2 separate regions of the Mus musculus genome follow, and region 1 is linked to region 2. Evidence: chromatin contacts called from public promoter capture Hi-C data. All regions are on one chromosome and are shown on one strand. Each heading gives the region's core, a stretch centred on a gene start, on an enhancer-like site or on the middle of the called end of the contact. The rest is flanking DNA. Distances are from core to core; before and after follow the strand shown.

Region 1 (2,700 bases), core at 91-2,590, 2.2 Mb before region 2:
ACACACAGTTGGGGTGGAGTGGGGGTAGAAGTGTGGCTCAGGACTTAGACGACAAACCCTGTGACCTCTATAGATCCCAAAGAAAATGAACTTTCAAATGTATAATTTCATATCCTTTAACACAACAGATCTCTTGTTGTGTTCTTCTTTACCCCCCTGCCCCCACCACCCCTTTTTCCTCTTTTGAAGGCATGAATCCTTTTTATAGTAGTTAGAAGTGTGCTTGTAACAGTTCCTCTCACAGATACTCAGGAGAAAGCCTCGGGGAAATTTAATGGTTCTGAGTTCAGCCTGTGGCTTTGCGATAAGGATTCAAGGCAAGAAGCCTTTTAACTCAGAAAAGAATCTGTTTGCAGCCATTGCCCAATAAATGCAAAGTGTCTGGTTACTGGCACGTAGCACAATGCACCACAGAACTCAATGAATGTCCACAGAGCTGGCCAACCCCATAATGTCCATGAAGGGGTGGTGTCTGTGTGTGAGTGTGTGTGTGTGTGTGTGTGATTTGCTTAGTTTTCAAACAGTGCTAGTCTTCTAACAGGGTCCACAGAATCAATACACTCATGGGAACTTGCAGAGACCAGGAAGCCTGCAGGGGTCTGCCCCAAGTCCTCTGCATGTATGTTATGGCTGAGTAGCTCCGGGTTCATGTGGAAATGCTAACATTGAGAGCTGGGTCTGTCCCAGACTCTTTTGCCTATGTGTGGGACCCTTTTCCTCCTCCTGGGGAGTGGGGAGGAGGAATGTGTGGGTGGAGGAGCTGGGAGGAGAGGAGAAACTGTGGTCAGGATGTAACATATGAGAGATGAATAAAAATAATAAAATAAGAACTCTAAAACAGCGTTTCTCAAGGCTGAAATGAATTGACACTTTTGAGCGGAGGCTCAGTTGAAGGTTGTTAGTGTGTGTTGGTAATGACAAGAAAGCTCAAAGGAAACTGGGAAAACCTCATGTCATGCCCTCTTAGAAAGAAAGAAAGAAAGAAAGAAAGAAAGAAAGAAAGAAAGAAAGAAAGAAAGAAAGAAAGAAAGAATCACCAGAAATACTGTCGGAAGAATTAAAATTAAACCTCACGAGAGTCCGTGGGTATGGAAAGTCACCCGCTAGCTAATATTAACATCGCTTGCAACAGAGCCTTGCTGCTCAAAATAGGACAGTCAGTCATATCGCTATCGCTGGGCTGTTTACATTCTTCGGGCCAGCCCTGAACTTCTTCCTGCCTCTGGCTCCTGGGCATTGCAGTTCTGGAGGTTTCTAGATGACCCGCCTCCCTCAGCTGTCTCTAGGAACTTCCACTCAAAGGGGGAGCTATAAGATTGACACCTGCTCGGTTTGCAGCAAAGTGGTGGCACTTCAAAGGAGCGGCTAGGCAGCAGAGACTAAGTGTCTAGGTCGCATTTGGTCGCTGTCAGGGAGGGGCAGACAAGGACCCTCGGGTTTCCCCTCAGTATGGAGAACTTATTGCCTCCGTCCGGATTTTCTTACTTGAAAAAGTATCCTCTCCACTCTATTCGGAAATATTTATCAACGCTGAGAAGCCAAAGGGCCGAAGAGCAGGTACTATTTTGTTTGTGCTAACTTTAAAAATAACTGGTGCTTATTTCTGGGTGTGGCCTGTCGAAGCTTGGGGAATGTTTCTCTGCTGGCTTACTGGTGTTCATAGGCAGAGGTCAGATCCAGCCTGTAGTTACTCGAGCTTGGCAGTCAGAGGAGCCTGCCGCTTGTGAGGGGTTACTTGGCTGTGGAACGTTTGGGTCCTGAGATAAATTATGCAAATGTTCTGGGTGTGTGTGTTTGACACTTATTTTGCTTTCTTCCGTTATCTAGATGAACCTACCATACTACGGAGGTGACTCTTTGATACTTTGATCATTTTTTCAGTGTTTCGAAGACAAATTCTGAAACCGTTCGTAGCTCAATAGATGAAGCAGTATACCCTAGAAACACACTTATTTTCTTGCATGTTTCTGTGATTATTTTAATGTCACTAGGATTTGCAAAATGAAGGTTATCTGTGTGGCTATAATCAGATCATTAGTGGGCTGATAAGATCATTTGGATATAATAGGTGATTCTTATATGTGGTGCATAGGGGACAGAGCACAATAATTATTAATCCTTTTAGCCAATTGAAAGCTACAGTTTCCAACAGGAAGTTCTAGCATGTGGGTATAGACGCATCTTAATAAGCCTGTTTAAAATGTCTGGTTATTTCATTTAAAAACATGTGTGTTCATTACATTGATTACATTATACATTGATATCTAAAAACTGCTTTCGTAATTGCACTGGATTAGAGAGAGAACAATGTGTGGCCCATTTAAATCCAGGAGCTCATTTAGAAGCTTGGCAACGGACTAGAAATATGAAAGACAGGTCTGTCACCACATAGAAGATGACCAGCCACAAGCGCTCTGCCCTGTGCTCTCTCTAGAACGGCAGAGCCAGGCGACAGATATTGCCAGTGTCCTGTTCTTTTTTCCTCCGTGGTAGAAAATGACCCAGTTAGTAAGAGGCTTCCCAGAAATGGAAGCAGAGGGCAGCAGAAGGAAACCCTTTGGTGACCCCTTTTCCCCAAAGCTCATGCCTCATTTGAAAAAAAAAAAAAAAAACAAAAACCAAAAAACAAAATACCTGACAGATCATTAGGATTATCAAGGAAACTGCATCTTAAAATCTTAAATGATTTTGACTAGTGCT
Region 2 (2,700 bases), core at 177-2,676:
AACAGATTTAACAAAATAACTCAAGAAAGACACTGTGCTCAAGTTCAATGTGCAAAAATTGTGCCGTTTTCCTGATTGTGTCTTCTATTTCTTTCTTTAAGTTTTGTTTTTGCTTTTTGTATATACAAAGGAGTGTGAGCCCCCACAGAAGCCAGATGACCTGTAGCTGGAGTCCAGGGGTGTCAGGTCCCCCTGTCGCTGGAGTTACAGGTAGTTAGTTGTGAGCCGTCCAACATGGGTGCCAGAATTGAACTCTGGTCCTCTGGAAGAGCAGCACTTGCTCTTAACCGCTGAGCCATCTCTCCAGCCCTACATGCTTGGTTTTCGAGACAAGGTCTCTAGCCTAGGGAAGTCTCCAATAGGGCACGTAGTTGAAACCTCGAACTCCTAATCCCACTGTCCCCACTTCCCAAATGCTGGGGTTTCAGGCCTGTACTTCCATACCAGGCCCTGCTTTTTTTTATTTAGTTTTAGATCCTAGTAATGTATATAAAATGAAATGAAATTTCTGTTCCTAGCGGCACTGTCTGTAAGGATGGAATCGGTACTACAATTGTCAATCAGGGTGAGAGATGAAATATTCTTCATTCACATGATATGAAACAATAGGCCACACTGATAGCTGGTGGGCAACCACACACCTCTGCATAGATAAATCATACCAATTTAAACTTGGGTGAGAGAAGCCAGGCTCTGCGCTGTAAGTTTTCATCTCTGTGGAGTCCTGAAGTTAGCAGACTTCCGTTTCTGTTCCATGTAGGGGCCACCTATGTGGGAGAAGCTCTGCAGGGATTCGGCCTCCTGGATGTGGACTGGCTCTACCGGAGTCCTCTTAGTGATAATTATTACACTGTGCTAGCAGGGTTTGTTGTACACCTACTACTATATTTTAATTAGAAGTTCTTCGAGTTTTATTTAAAATTACCAGACTTTTTCTAGGCAGAGGTCGCACAGCCTTTCGGACAGGGCTGCAGCCGGGTGAGCGAGAAACTCTGCATGTCAGATCTGTGCCTGAGCCAGGCCTTACACAGCTGGGACAAGCAACACTGGTGCGTGTGGTGTGGAGTGGGGGTGGGGGTGGGGGTGGGGAGATAGAGGAGAAACTATGGGCTGTGTCACAGAAGAGATAGCTCCACTGGGGTCGCAGGACAGCGGGAGGACCTCAGCTTAGTCAACTTAGAGTCCTTAGTGAGAAGTGAGAATTTCCAAAAGAAAATTGTGTTAAGGTCTTATGCATGTGCGCGCCGGCTTTCCCGGAGAAGCACCGTTTCCACCCAGGGACCGAACCGGGGACAGAGAGAGAAAAAATAGTGTCCCTAGCCGCCTGAGTATCTGCTTGGCCAGATAAGGAAGGCATGGAGGGTGTGGCAGTGGCGACCAGCCCGGACTGGGGCTGAAGAACCTTTCCCAGTAGGCAGATTCATCAGTCAACACTGCCTTCTGGGTAAAGTGCACCTAGGCTGGGGGAGAGCAAGCAGAACGCAGTTCCACAGTTGAAAATGAGGCTGCTCATCTGCGCCCTTCTATGCTTGGGGACCCTAGGTGAGTGTGCTGAGAGCCAGGCAGGGGGCCGGCCCTCTGGGGAGGGGACCAGGTGTCATTTGCTGACCATACACTTCAGGGATCAAATGTGGTTGGATAGACTATGAGCCTAGAGAAGAGTAATCACTTTGGACTGGAATTCACCTGCCACGCAGTCCCCCGGCTGTCCTTTGCCCTCACTGAGGCGGTCATAGTGGATTGTCGCTGACTCTTTTGCTTGCTTTTGGGACCCTTTTCCTGCCACATCCTCCTTAATACCAGGGAGGTGCCTAGTCTTTTTGTAACTTGTTATGTCGCGTTTGGTTGATATCCCTGGGAGGCCTGCCCTTTTCTGAAGGAAAATGGAGACGTAGTTGGTGACAGGGGATGTGAAGAGGGACTCAGAGGAAGGAGGGGAAATTGCAGCAATATATGAGAGATAGGAGAGGAAAATAAAAAAAACAAAACAAAACAAATAAACAAACAAAAAAACCCCACAACTTGTTTCACTGCTTTGGTAGGTAAAGGGGCTGATGTTGTGATTGACGACATATGACCTCCAGGACCAAATGGTAGAAGAGGAAATCCACTCTTGAAATCTGTCCTCTGTAGTAATAATAAGTATAGCACATAAAATAAAAATTTAAAAAAACCAAAAAAAAAAAAAAAAAAGAAAAGAAATCTGTCCTCTGACCCCCATGTGGCTTCCACACAATGTTAACTTTTTTTTAAAAAAAGTTATGTTTACCCAACAAACACACAGTTGCTGGAGAAATGAGCTAACACAGCCAGAGGCAGGCAGAGTTCTACGCTCACAAATACAAGAAGCCCTTTCGTGGGTAGGGAGAACAGGCTCCAGGGAAGAACTCATGCACTGTGAAGAGCTCTTCCTGTCTCAACCACGGTTGGATCCTCCTCCCTTTAGCTTTGTCTGATCTGAGACCGTGGTAAATAATACCTAGGGTGGCCAGAGCCCGGCAATGGTGCACAGTATATGTCTGCCTCTTCTGCCCAGCAGTGCCATCTGTAGCCACCCAGAGGGTCATTCGCTCTCAGAATGCAGCTGCCTGATCTCTTTCAGAATTCCCCTGAACTGAGCCAGTGTTCTGCTAAATAGCGTTCCGCCACCATTGCCAGCAATGTCAGACACAGACCAGAAGTTCATTTTCCCAACAGGCT

Evidence for each region. Promoter capture Hi-C pulls out the DNA fragments that hold promoters and counts their contacts.
Region 1: a promoter capture Hi-C map of liver shows a contact between it and region 2, with 6 times the contacts expected there. The contact joins the promoter of Atp2c1 here to the promoter of 1300017J02Rik in region 2. A contact is called at or near these places in 2 of 39 promoter capture datasets (liver and pre-B cells).

What each region holds. Positions count from the first base shown.
Region 1 is chr9:105,519,897-105,522,596 of GRCm38.p6, reverse strand. Atp2c1 (ATPase, Ca++-sequestering) reads left to right here and starts at 1,340. Exons shown (of 27, transcript NM_001253831.1): 1 at 1,340-1,557. The coding sequence starts at 1,450.
Region 2 is chr9:103,287,023-103,289,722 of GRCm38.p6, reverse strand. It overlaps 1300017J02Rik (RIKEN cDNA 1300017J02 gene), which reads left to right and starts at 1,426. Exons shown (of 17, transcript NM_027918.2): 1 at 1,426-1,542. The coding sequence starts at 1,500.